Regions from separate parts of the Gossypium hirsutum genome. Here regions 2, 3 and 4 are each linked to region 1. The links are chromatin contacts, called in public Hi-C maps. All regions are on one chromosome and are shown on one strand. Each heading gives the region's core, a stretch centred on a gene start, on an enhancer-like site or on the middle of the called end of the contact. The rest is flanking DNA. Distances are from core to core; before and after follow the strand shown. Region 1 holds the start of LOC107955153 (probable sugar phosphate/phosphate translocator At3g11320). Region 2 holds the start of LOC107955163 (glycosylinositol phosphorylceramide mannosyl transferase 1). Region 3 has its middle 9.4 kb from the start of LOC121216344. Region 4 holds the start of LOC107955149 (7-deoxyloganetic acid glucosyltransferase).

Region 1 (3,462 bases), core at 386-2,885:
CATCAAATTTGACATATGAATGGAGGTTGGATCGTTAATATATTGATCGTACAAAAAGATACAAAAGGGTGCACCGGTGTAAATGGATCCCTCTCCATCCACAAATTATGATCATTATTATTTAAAAACCCTCCAAATTAAGATAAGAAACAAGGCATTTCAATTCCATTTTTCAGCAACTGAATAGAGCTAGAAGCAAATCCTTCAATTCATAATTCTAAGTTCAAAGTACTGCAATCTACAACAATTAATGGATTCTTTAGGCTACATGATGGTCACAAAATTGAAATGAGACTCAAGAACACATTTATTTACAACAAGACAATAATTTGAACCATTATCCAACATAAAAAAAAGGAGCAAATCAACACTAATTTGAACAAAAATAAAAGAAACCAGTTTCCACATTCCAAAAAGATTCTCAACAGATCCCTAAAATAAGCTACCATTTTTATTAACTACTCTATCATCACTTGTATTATAAAAAACCAACAAAGTAAAGCCAAACCCATTTCCAGTAAAAGAAAAAAAAAGGGTAAACAATTTCATATTCCAAGAAAAACAAGCAAAATACATACCCCACTGGCAATGATAACCCCAGCAACAACAGGAACAAGGGTAAGATAAGTAAGCCATGCCTCCCTCTTCAATGTCATCAAGTAAGCAAATACCGCCGTAAAAAATGGCGTCGTAGCACCAACAGCCTGATTAAAGCTAACCGGAAGGAACCTCAAAGAAATATTCCCAAACACCACCGACACACAAAATACCAAACTCAACGCCGAAATCTTGAAGAATTGGACCCTAGATCGAATGGTCTGCATGGGGACCATCTTCATCCATGCAATTGCGATGTAGCTTAACAATGAACAAGCTGTCATGTGACACATGGTTAAGAAGATGGGGTATTTGAAACCATAATTGCTTAGTAAATATTTGTTTAACAACAATACACCAATGTTGGAGGAGTACCAGGCTGTTACTAGCCCGATTGTGAACAATTTGGAGTTGGTTTTCATGGTCTTCTTTGGTGTTTTGAAGATCTGGGTATCTGGGATTAAAAAAAGGAGAAAGAAAACGGTATTAACTTGAAATCTGGGAAACAATGGGTCTTTTTCTTGGAAACAGTGGGATTTTTTTTTTTTGGAATGATGGGATTGAATTAGCTTCTATGGATTTAATTGAAGTTTCTCTTTAGAAAATCAAGGATTCCCATTTCCAAAATGGAAGAAAATCTAGAAACGTGACCTTAAAAGAGAATTTTTTTTCTTTTTTTTTTAAAGAAAGCTTTTCGTGTTTTGAGGAACACCAAATGGAAAGAACGTGGCTGTCTCTCTACAGATTTTTCTGAAGAGAAGGAATAAAGAGAGAGGAAGAAATGGGATTTAAAAGCTTGTGTGTTTCTGTTTTTCTTTTTGAATTTTTCCTAATGTTATTTATCTAGGACCTTATGGAAGAGGACAAGGTGGGTTTACTAATTAATTAATTGAGACTCATTAGTTTATTCGTTTGGGTTTATTAGAAATATGTTAGCTCAATTTTAGATACAAAATTAAAGAGAAATGAATTATTTCGTTCTTTTAATTAAGAGTGAAAAGTTAAGCAAAAAATGATCATTTTAATAAATAAAGAAAATCAAAGTAGTTTTATAAAGATTCCCATCTGAGTCAAGCTCGATTAGCCCCTAGCTAAAAACCTAGCAGAAGACCAAAGATGACAATAGATTCCCAAAAAATGAATGATTATCCAAAATCTTCAAATTTAAGTAAAAATCCTTGAGAGAAGAAAATATGTGTAAACAAAATGCTGATTGTCTTATTTCATACACCATCCTAAACAAACCAAAAATAAACACAAAACATGTTGAATAAGTTTATCAAAACAAAGTGAAAAGGCAGAGTCACTCAAGTAGTCAATCACAAGCCGTTCGGCATCGAGACAGCTGCAAACAAGGAAGAAAATGCAAAATTAGGAGATAGTAAACAAGCATTAGTAGCTACAATAGTATGTCACAAGGACGATTTATATCACTTTAAAACGAGATTAATATCACTATATAAACAATTTGAACAAATGTTTTAAGGCCAGGTGCAAGGATCTAGATAAGAATTAGGCTAAAAGATGACAGATTGTGTCAACCATAGCAATGATCAAAGGTTTGAATAATTACAGATGTAGTCATTATAAAAGTTGCAGTTGTTCACATGGCTAAACTTCAACACAAATTCACAGCAAAAATTGTAATAGACACACAAAAAGGACATAACAATGAATACAGAAGGCAATTAATGTACAAAAATTAGCTTGTCCGTCAAGCAGCTAAGCTTCAAACAGAAAGTTGCAATCATTAAACTGAAGAAGATTCCTCATATACAAACAAACAAATCCCGGTTCAACCAAAGACAGTGGCAAACTCGTAAAACCACAAAACAAATAAGATAGAACATAAACTATGAAGCCAAGATTACCTTAGATATTGCTAGGGTACATGAAGACTCTGACTCGATCTCCCTGCAATGGAAACAAAAAGATAAAGTAAGATCTAAAACACAATGTTGAGAAACCCATTAGATAATGACAATGTAACACGCTCACCATAGATTTTGGGGGAAGGTTAGACTTGAACTTAGCACGGACAACACCACTGTTACCATGAGGTCTAGTGACCTTTCCCCAAATGCAGCGATAGTGTGAGCCATTCTTCTTCACCTTAGCTTTGTATATATAAGCCATGCGCTTTCCTGCATACCAAGCTACTTCCTCCTTGGTGTTAACTCCCTCAATCTGGATCAAAGAAGTATTTGGGTACTGGTTCGACTTTGACCTAACCACACCACCACCATCAAACAAATAATAAGCTTCAATCCCAAACATAAAATATAACAGCCCCCAAAATCAATTTCTAGTTCTTCAACTCAGAACATCTAAAAAAACACAACTCCAAACCCTCATTCTAAAACCTAGAAATTCAATCACCCTTTATCACCCAAACACTGATTTTAGTTTGAAAATGAAGCACTACCCAGCACCTATAGTCAATAAAAAACCTACTTCAGCAAAAAAACAAAAAGTAACTAAATTTTTGTTTCCTTCACTCAATTTCATAACAAACAAACAATACAGTTAAAACTTCAACTTTCTTTTTCCATTAAAAAAATTAAATCAGCTAAATTTAATCCTACATTTAACTAAATATTCAATTTCCGGAAAACGGGTTTCCTCTAATTCCTAAAACTAAAATCCCAGCTTAAAACCAACAACAATAAAACAGTAAAAAATTTTTGGAAAGTCTTACTACCTCTTGTAACCCAAGATGGTTCCTCTTACATAGAGTCTGCAAAAAAAAAAGAAAAAAAAAGTGAGTGAGTAAAATCCAAAAGCTATATTCCGTACGTCAAACTGGGAAAATTGATAGAAAAAAGGAGGTAGGTTCAGAACGAAGAACAAGTGAAGAGATCAAAG
Region 2 (3,462 bases), core at 599-3,098, 250 kb before region 1:
ATCAATCCATTAGTCAATGCCAAGTAAAAGTTTCAATCAATGGTATACAATATTAACATACGGATAAAGCTACAAGATTTTGTTTAGTAACATGTTAAGTTAAATGAATTTCTCAATGAAGACAACAGATATGAAGCTCGGTGCCAGAAGTAGGCATATTTACAATCATAAGTCTGAAGTCTGAAACTTTATGACTAAACTTACCAAAGGAAACTGATACAGCAAGGCTAACATCAAAATCAATTATGATAAATTATTAAAACAACAAACTTGCAGAACAGATGCGTACCTTTTGATCTACCCAATGCATACGAGGAACATATCCCACCATTGTATCTGAGGCACTTTGCCAAACAGTGAAAGCAAATTCTACAGAAGTGCAAGGGAAAATAACATCATCATCAATTGAGAAAACCGCATCCGTCTTCAAATCCTTAATTTCTTTAAATCTGTTGTTCAAGCTATCTTCTTTATTGATATCAAAGACCAACTCAACTTGCTGATCCTTTCTAGAGTTTGACCGCACAACATGGTTGAGATATCTTTTAAGCGAATCAGATGGAGGATCCGGCTCACTCCATACAATATGTATAGAATCGAGCCTCGGACATGACGTGTAGTGGGAAATCGACTTCTTCAAGAGATCATATCTTTTCCAAGTATTGATTATAATCGAGTATCTTCCCCTGTACTTACACAACCCAGTAATGAACATCATCACTTTATTATCAAATCTGGAAAATTTTTCGGTAAATGCCTTCAATAGATTTAAGTTTCTACTGTATATCAATCATTTGTTGAAATTTTTTGTAACAATTTAAGCTCAGAGTGATTTTGTTCGAGTTCAAGATCCTTCCGAAAATAAATAAATAAAACCCTTCTTTAAACATCTAAACAGAATAAACACCAAAAAGTACCTTTAAATTTGAAGTTAGAATTATCAATCACTTCTTAATATTTTAAGCTAAAACGGGTTTAGTTTCAGATCCTAACTGTTGTTATGGTTTAAAAATAAATTAAATTACCATAAATAAAAGAACTTGATAACAATTTGATAGAGTTTCCAATAAAAATCCTGATTTAGATGATATATTTACGCAAAGTTTCCAAAAACAAACGAACCTCTTTTAGTCATGGTTCCTTTTTTTTATATATATCTAAACTTGGAAACTACTCAACAAAAATCTGAAAGAAAATTCAAACGAAAATATAAGATTAAAAAAAGTTAATATATAGTACTAGGGAGATGCACCTTGGAGAAGAAGAGCGGTCAAAGTCACCGGTCCATCCCATAAACGAAGAACTGTCGCGGTTTCGGTTCGCGATTGCTAGTAGACTTAACACGACGCAACCGCAGAGAAGGATCTTGATCTTTGCCGATCCAAGCGTCCCGATCCCAACTTGACGCAACTTGAAAACCGATCGACGGCTAATAGGTAAACCGCCCCTCATCGTCTTCTATCACTCTAATTCCTCAATCTCTTCCCTTCCCCTTTTGCCTTATAAGAAGACTGAGTCGGTCTGAAGTCTGAACTCGAGGGATATGACGTTGAATGGAGCCCGATTCACGAAACTGAAAGTTCCATCCGCCGCTTGTTGAATTGCTATTTATATGATTCGGCTCCGGTGCGGTGAGAGGGAAGTAGATTTGTCGCCGGTGAGGAGGAACCGGTGAAGGGAAAAGGGTGGGGAGAGTTATAGGGTGTGGTTATGTGTATGAGGTTAAGGAGGTAGAGTCCCATAAGATGGATGCTAGGGTAACGCGCGGATGGATATTATTGGCTGAAACTGAGATGTTGATGTGCTCTTGGTTTTTTATTGCGCATTGCAATGTACGTTCGGCGTTCGTTCCCTTTTAAGATTTCACAGATCAGGATAGAAGAAAAGATACGTTGATGTGAAAGGAAGTATTGAGAACCGTTTGATTAAAATCTGATGGTTCATTACAGTTACTGAGGTTGACCCTTAGCCGACAAGATATTTTATAATTAGGACCGGCTCCGAAAATATTATAACTTTTATTCAAATTTATTTGATTTGTTCTAGTAAAATATTTTTAAAAATTCTTCAAACAGCAACACGCTTATGACCACTTCTACGTTAGACCACAAATCAATAAATATAAAAATAATTTTAAAAGAAAATAACTTTATTCTTTTTCTTGTTCATTTGCTTATTCTTATCCAAAGAGTAAAGAAGATGCCAATATTTTGCATCAGGATTTGGGAGATAAACAAATACAAGGAATTGTTAATGTTTTCTTAAAAGTTTTGTTAGTTGTTATAACTAAAGTTATAGAAAGTGTTTGTTGCTACAATAGGGATGGTTCACACCATGAGTAGTGGTGAGAGCCACTAAGTTTAATGATTTGAGAAAGGTTGGAGTTATAGACTATTTAGAAGCTTACCTTTCTTACCCTCATGTAAAGTATTTATAAGAGGAAAGTGGTTAGGTGTGGGTTTCAATCATTGAGTTTCTTACTGTATGGGTGTTGCGATAGAATGGTGGATGTCAACTTAAGATATTATTGGAGTCGACTGAAAGAAATGGACAAAACACTTATCAAGCTAACATATGATGGGTTGATATATGTCATCAAGAACTCTTCTAGGGATCATGTGGGCCTACGTGTAATAGAATGTTCAAGTAAGGGTATTATCGTTTTGGCAAGGCCATGAGGTTAAGCCTCCCCTTGCATAAGGCCATGCTTCGTCGAGTTTTTATGATCATTGAATGATCCGACGAGGGCGTTAGATGACGAGGGTATAACAATTGCCACCTAGGCAAAAATAAGTTATAAAGGTAGCATGGCTTGAGTTGATTCGTTGGCAAGGCCTATTGGGGGTTATGAAGTGTCGTCATTATTTCCCCGATTATAATGCCTTGTAATGTGAGCAAGTGGTCATTGATAAGGCATATGTGAAGGCTCAAAAAGCTTTTATTAACAATTTTCATGATATTTGGGAGACTATTGTAAGCAACATTCAATTGGTTCAAAGGTTTATTTTGCATAGGGTTAGCTTTAGTATGGTGTGAAATATATATTGTTCTCTTGATATTTTTAATCCTTAAAAAAATGGCATTCAGATATATGAGCCATTGTTGAGGGGAAGATTATAGTTATCTATTCTGGAATTTGTTTCATCTGAAGATGATTAAGCCTCCCTTTTGTGTGTGCATGTGGTTATTAGACAAATATTATTTGTAAACTACTTCGCTATTAATAAGATTGTTTTGTTGATTTGATAATAGTGTTTTTAGCTTTGTTTGCATTTTTCTTTATTATTTTTTGCATATGTGCATTTGAATTTTGATATTTAGTGGATGGAAATATTGATTTGATCTTAAAGAATGTACATTCTTTTTGGGCTAAGCACACACACCTTTCTAGCCTAAATAGGTGACGGTGTTATTTTACACAACTTGTCTAGGCCTAAAAAGGTAGCCTTGTTATGGATAATA
Region 3 (3,462 bases), core at 722-3,221, 210 kb after region 1:
TTTTGAGATTACATAACAATAGTCAAATTTCAAATTTGGTCCCTATGATATGCTCAATTTTGAAATTTAATCTTTATACTTTAATTTTTGACATGTTTTGGTACCTCAACTTTTATAATGTCATAGTCATCCTAAATGCTTCGTTTTGATTAAAATGTTGATGTACACGTGTCCAAATACACGACCTTTTACTTCTTTTTTGAGATTACATATAACATTGGTCAAATTTCAAATTTGGTGCCTATGATATGCTCAATTTTAAAATTTAATATTTATACTTTAATTTTTGACATATTTTGGTACCTCAACCATTTTCTTGTCATTAGTTAGTCTAAATACTTTATTCTAGTTCAAATATTGATGTGAATTTTTAAGAATTGGTAATACTATTAAAATTCTCTATTTAAATTCATGTCTATTAAATGTCATTTTTTGCTACATAGCTACCAACTGGATATTCTTTCATAATTTTAATATCGCACATCAATGAATCTAAGAAATGAATTTTAACGGTTTAGCAACTAGATTGGAATTTTTAAAATTGAAAAGTAAATAGATTAATTTCCTAAAAATAAAAGTATTGTGATTAAATTGAAAATATACAAATAGTATAGACTTGGAGCATATTTTGACCTTTAAAATTTTACTCTGTCATTTGGTCAAAAATCAATTAATCTAACGCGAAGGGCGGTGGTGATGATACTATTAATAGATAAAAAGAGGATACATCTATAACACTGTAGATGTGCTACCTTCAAAATATGACAGTTGTCCAAGGTTTAAAAGGTAATTTACTCAGTTAAAGGTTTAAAAATTCATAGTTGAAGGAAAAGCTTAAAAAGAATAAAAAGATGAGTGTTTGACAACATTATTATCACCCAAGAGATTATGCATTCCATGTGTACTAAGAAAGGGAAGAAATCGTAGATGGCCATAAAAGTGGATTTAGAGAAAGCTTATGATAAAATTTGTTGGGATTTTATTGAAGACACCTTGGTTGATGTCGGCTTTCCTTTGTCTTTGATTAATGTCATTATGGATTGTATTTTGTCGGTTTTAATGCAATTAATGTGGAATGGTAGGCTCTCTACTGGTTTTATTCCTAAGAGGGGCATTAGGCAAGGATGCCCTTTATCTTCGTACATTTTTGTACTTTGCATGGAGAGGCTTGGACAATTAATTCATAGAGAAGTTGCTGAAAGATCCTAGAAACCAATCGTCTTAGGTAAGGAAGGGTTGCCCATTTCTCATCTATTTTTTTGTGGACGATTAATTATTTTTTGCCGAAGCAGAGTTGATCAGGCACATAGAATCAAGGATGCTCTTACTATGTTTGGAAAGGCCTCGAGGCATAGAGTTAATGAACAAAAAACTACTGTTTATTTTTCTAAAAATATTGATGCTGATAATGCTGTGAATATTTGTAATATCCTTGGCTTTCACCTCTCGAATGATTTGGGGACTTACTTGGGATTACCTCTGTTCCACAAAAGAGTCACGAAGAATACTTTCAACTTTGTTGTGGATTTTAAACGTAAACTAAATAATTGGAGTGCTAAATTGCTTTTTATGGCAGGAAAGGTTACTCTAGCTCGATTTGTGTTGTTATTGATACCAAACTACTTCATGCAAACTGTGAAGATCCCACTTGGAATATGTTCCAAAACTGAAAAAATTGCAAGGGCTTTTATTTGGGGGAGTACAATTTCCAATAAAAAGGCGTATTTGGTGAAATGGGAAGATTGTTGTCAACTTCTATGAAATGGAGCTCTTGGACTTCGTTGCCTAAAAGATCGGAATGATTCTTTCATTCTCAAGTTGGGTTCCAATCTTCTTACGAACAAGCATGCTTTATGGGTTAGAGTTCTTTGATCCAAATATAAGATTTCTGAGACTATTCCGGAAGATATTTCTCGAAGTAATTGCTCTTTCATTTGGAGATTGTTAATAAGGGCTTGGCCTCTGCTTCGCCAAGACCTTCTCTGGTCTATTGGTGATGGTTTTCTAGTGAAATTTTGGACGGACAATTGGTTAGCGAATGTTGGTCATCTTTTTAATTTCTGTCAATACCCATCTCTTATTGACAATTTGATCATTTTAAAAGAGATTGTTTCTACAGATGGTGACTGGAATTGGGGTTATTTGAGATATTTTCTAGATAGCACTATTATCTCTTATATTGTAGGAATCCCGACACCGAACCTCTTGGTTGGATAGGATACGCTCATATCTACGTGGTCTCTAAATGGTTATTTTACTGTCAAGTCTGCTGACAACATGCTTTTAAAGAACTCTCTTAATCTTAGAGATGTCAAATGGAAGTTGATCTGGAGTCTCGACGGTCCTCAGTAGATTCATCAATTCATTTGGGTGGTCTTGAAGGAACGTCTGATGTCTAATGTAAAACGTTACAAAAGAAGTGCTTCTAAGGATCCTTCCTATGTGATTTGTGCACATGTTGAAGAATCTTGTATTCACGTTTTAAAAGATTGCCATCAAGTGAACGAGGTTTGGAAACAGATCCTCTCGTCGAGTACTATAACTGAATTTTTCTCTTATTCGTTGCATGATTGGATTTTGGCTAATTTGAGGAATGTGTTTGACTTAGGATTTCAAGATGTTGCATGGCCATCTTTTTTCGATATTGTTTGTTGGAATATGTGGAAACAAAAAAATCTTCAGATATTTCAGAATCTTCCGTTGAATTCAGTCAATGTCATCCAATCTTCATGGTGTTAGGCAAGATGCTCAAGATAAGAACAGAAAAGGCTAGGGGTTCTTCTAGTAACCGCTTCAAAGATTATAGATGGATCCCACCACCCACTGGTTCTTACAAATTAAATGTTGATGAAGCATGCAATCCGTCTTCAGGTCTCGCTTCTTCGGTAGTAGTTGGAATGAATGTGCATGGTGAGTGGCTATGGGGGATTGAGAAAAACATTGGAAGGTGTAGCGTCGAACAAGGTAAGCTTTGGGCCATTTATGACGGGCTACAATTTGCATAGGACCTCAAGTGGAAAGAGGTGATAATCGAGACTGATTATGCTATAGCTGTTAATGATATCCTTGTTGTCCTCAAAAGATATACGAATAGAGATTTGATTTCAAGAATTCAAGAATTATCCAAGCGTGATTGGCAGGTGGTCATCAAGTATATTCTAAGAGAAGCGAATTTCGCCTTTCACATCCTCGTGGGTATAGTGAAGGAATTTCTGATTGGTCCACAAGTTTTTCACGTAGCCCCGACTAAAGTTGCTGGTCAGATTCATCTAGATATTCAATCTATATGTTCCAACTCAATTAGCACTTCTATTAGTTTGTAATTGATTTCATTCCTATTTTTAATACCAAAAAAAGAATTGTGTTTTGTACGGTGGAAAGAAAATTAATAAAGTATTAGTACTTTATTGAAATTAATTTATTCGTGTTATATTAATTTTATTATTTATATTACATTTTATT
Region 4 (3,462 bases), core at 423-2,922, 180 kb after region 1:
GCGATGTGGTACATGAAAAATACATTCTTATTAATTTTTTAAAAAAATATAAAAATTAATAGAAAACATACCATTATAAAAATTATTTAGAAAATTATAAATATAAAAATTAATAAAAAATCAGAAAAACTGCGAAAAAACTATAAAAAAAATTAGAGATATTAAAATAACTAAAAAATAACAAATAATTATAGAAAATTAAAAAGATACTATAGAAAATTATAAAAATTTCTGGAGAATCATAATAATAATTATAAATAATTATAAAAATGATAAAAAAAATTACAAAAAATATAGAAAATTATGAAAAAAATATATTTTTTTAATTTTACGAACAAAAAATAAATTGAATTCAACAAAACTTAATCGAATCAAACAAAATGATTAAAAACTCTCAAATTTCTCCCAAATCTACTTGCATGGTGCCCTGTCATAGTTAGGGATAAGCAAAACTCGATTTGATTAAAAAAAATCGATTTTTTCAAATTTTGAGTTAATCGAATCGAGTTATTCGAATTATTCGAGTCAAATCGAATAACTCGAGTCGAGTTCGAGTCGACTTGAATTTCACAATTCGAATAACTCGAATCATTTGAATAACAGATTGGTGTAAATACCCCTTTTGGTCCTTGTCAATTTTAAAAATAAGCAAATTGGTCTCTCTCTCAACAAAAATTACAAAATAATTCAAAATAATTTTTAAATTTCAAAATATTTATAAAAATTTGAAAATTTATATTTTAAAAAAATATAATGATTTTAAAAAATTCTAAAAAATATATAAAATTTTTCTAAAATAATAATTTTATGGACCTAATTAATGATTTAAAATTATCATACTCAAGTATCTTATTTTTTTATTATTTTATTTTGAATTTTTTTAAATATATATGGTTTCAAATTTATGTGCTCTAACATAAAATTAATTATAATATAACAATATTTTTATTTAACATATTTTATTTTCTTTAATTTAACTCGAAAATTTCGATTCAAATTTTATTTCACTTGACTAGATTTGAAAAAATTTCAAATTGAGTGAGGATGATAAAGTAAGACTCGTAAACTCAATTAACTCAAAATGTTTTTACTCGATTCGATCGAACGTTGACCCCAAATTGTAGTGCTAACACTATGAAACAAAGCTCGTAAATATAATCACGTGGAAAGCTTTCTCTCCTTCAAATTTGTCTAAGCATTCTCTAACAGTTTTCGAAAAGCTCTTATTGTACCATGTTTTTAGGGAAAAATATTTTCTAAAATTATAGCATGTTTTGTAATTTGTCTAATTTTTTTTAATGTTGAAGTGGTTAATGAAGAAGATAAATGTGTGATGTGGGTATGTTGTTACTATGGGTAGGTAAATAGTAATAATTTAATTGTATATTATCAAAATAAAATAAAATTAATTGAAGCTCAAATAGTAGATAATGAGCAGAGAGAAATTGTTCAATTTCATCCAAGTGGGCTATTTTTTTTACCCTTTTTAAGTCATAAATAATTTTTATTATCTTTTTTTGTAATTTTTATCTTATTTTCTATATTTTGTTATGATTTTTATATTTCTATGATTTTTTATTAAGTTTTACAATTTTTATATTTTAAAAAATTTAAAAGAAATATCTTTTTTTTTTCACTACGTTATCCTTCTAGTAACTATCAACTATCCTGTCGGTCACATATCTCCCATTCACCATGTGCCACCGTACTTCTATTGGCTCTCTCACTCGGTATAGCGAACCAAATGGTCCTATTCTATTGCCGTATTTCAATCATAAAGCAAGTAGAAGCAAAATCCAAGTTGTAAAAAATCAAATCTTGCAAAAGAAAATGGCGCAAGAACAACAACAACAGCCACACACATCATCATCTCATGTACTAATCTTCCCTCTCCCGGCACAAGGCCATGTCAACTCCATGCTGAAGCTAGCTGAGCTATTAGCACATGCAGGCCTCAAGGTCACCTTCCTAAACTCCCACTTCATCCATCAACAACTTCTTCGTCACACCGATATTCTTTCCCGCTTCGCCAAATATGCGGGATTCCAATTCAAGACCATATTAGATGGTGTCCCTAACGATCATCCCAGAGTAGGCGGTGATTTTGTGAGGAAGCTCTTTGATGGTTTGGAATTGATAACCAAACCACTTTTCAAGGATATGCTGGTTAATAGTAAGCCGAAAGTGGATTGTATTATAGGAGATGGGGTCTTAGGGATCGCACTTGATATTGCTGATGACCTTGGAATTCCCATCATTCAGTTTCGTACCATTAGTGCTTGCAGTCTCTGGGCTTATTTTGCAATCCCTGATATGATCCATGCCGGGGAGCTTCCTATCAAAGGTATTATTCCTTTCTTATTCTTTTCCATGAATTTGTTTGAGTTTAATAACTTAACTCATCCATCAATCATAAGACGCTATTTCTTAAACTTGAAGTTCGAATCCAGTGTCTTCTGTAAGCGAAGATAAATGAAAATTCTACACTAATAATTAGAGTTTGGGTTAACAGTAGGATGCGAAAATATCCCTGTTTTGATTTGTCTCAAATTTATAGGGGTCGATTTTTTTAATAAAATTTCTAGTCGGTGTGGATCCACCTCACCGTGTTTTATATATAATTTAATTTTGCTATTAATCTTGTACTTTCTAAAAGTTATAGATATAGTCTTTGTATTTTTTAAATTAGTCAATTTTAATTTTTTTTAATATAAAATTTTAGTTCTTACTTAAACAGTAGTAGTTAAATCTATTTGGTTAAATTCAATTACTTGTCTTGTACTATTCATAAAGTTGCCGATTTAGTTTATTTTCTTCATTTGGATCATTCTAAATTTTTATACATTTTCGAATTTTAAAATTTCAATCTTAATACAAATAACAGTCATTAATCTATTAATTAGACTTTTAATGAGTAATATGTAAAAATAATAAATTGTCATGAAATTACACATATGATAATATATTTAGCTATTTAAATTTTAATATTTTATTTTTAAGTACATATCTATGTTGTAAATCTGTATTTCCACACATACACATGTGATTTTTGATATCAAATAAGGCCTCTGACAAAGCTACATGTGTTTGTGGAAGGAAATGAAGATATGGATCGACTAATAACAAGTGTTCCAGGCATGGAAGCTTTTCTTAGATGTCGAGATCTTCCAAGTTTTTGCCGAGCAAGCGACACCAAAGATTCAATTCTCCAACAGTTGGCTCAAGAAACAAGAAAAAATTCCGAAGCCCACGGACTGTTATTGAACACCTTTGAAGACCTAGAAGGACCAATATTATCCCATATGCGAACTAAGTTTCCCAAAATCTACACAATTGGACCTCTCAATCTACACTTGAAGACTAGACTTTTCAAGTCAGATCAAACATCTTCCGGTCCATCCTCGAATAGTTTTCGAGAAGTCGATAGAAGTTGCTTGTCATGGCTTGATAAGCAACCAAAAG

The links. A called contact is a pair of places that touch in the nucleus more often than the background predicts.
Region 2: a contact with region 1 is called in a Hi-C map of leaf, with 1.7 times the contacts expected there. The contact joins the promoter of LOC107955163 here to the promoter of LOC107955153 in region 1. A contact is called at or near these places in 2 of 34 Hi-C or Micro-C datasets (both in leaf).
Region 3: a Hi-C map of petal shows a contact between it and region 1, with 2.3 times the contacts expected there. The contact joins the enhancer-like site here to the promoter of LOC107955153 in region 1. A contact is called at or near these places in 2 of 34 Hi-C or Micro-C datasets (leaf and petal).
Region 4: a Hi-C map of leaf shows a contact between it and region 1, with 2.1 times the contacts expected there. The contact joins the promoter of LOC107955149 here to the promoter of LOC107955153 in region 1. A contact is called at or near these places in 3 of 34 Hi-C or Micro-C datasets (hypocotyl and leaf).

Annotation. Positions count from the first base shown.
Region 1 is chrD04:12,715,700-12,719,161 of Gossypium_hirsutum_v2.1, reverse strand. LOC107955153 (probable sugar phosphate/phosphate translocator At3g11320) reads right to left here and starts at 1,635. Exons shown (of 5, transcript XM_016890882.2): 1 at 973-1,635; 2 at 579-874. The coding sequence starts at 839. It overlaps LOC107955154 (60S ribosomal protein L35a-1), which reads right to left. Exons shown (of 5, transcript XM_016890883.2): 2 at 3,299-3,334; 3 at 2,596-2,824; 4 at 2,469-2,511; 5 at 1,794-1,942. The coding sequence ends at 2,470.
Region 2 is chrD04:12,966,981-12,970,442 of Gossypium_hirsutum_v2.1, reverse strand. LOC107955163 (glycosylinositol phosphorylceramide mannosyl transferase 1) reads right to left here and starts at 1,848. Exons shown (of 5, transcript XM_016890891.2): 1 at 1,253-1,848; 2 at 290-686. The coding sequence starts at 1,452.
Region 3 is chrD04:12,501,845-12,505,306 of Gossypium_hirsutum_v2.1, reverse strand. No RefSeq gene overlaps it. Among protein-coding and RNA genes, the nearest start is that of LOC121216344, 9.4 kb to the right of the region's middle. Within about 2 kb of position 1,971, at least 4 of the 9 cell types and tissues checked have an H3K27ac peak or open chromatin away from gene starts, as enhancers often do.
Region 4 is chrD04:12,540,295-12,543,756 of Gossypium_hirsutum_v2.1, reverse strand. It overlaps LOC107955149 (7-deoxyloganetic acid glucosyltransferase), which reads left to right and starts at 1,672. Exons shown (of 2, transcript XM_016890874.2): 1 at 1,672-2,344; 2 at 3,097-3,462. The coding sequence starts at 1,696.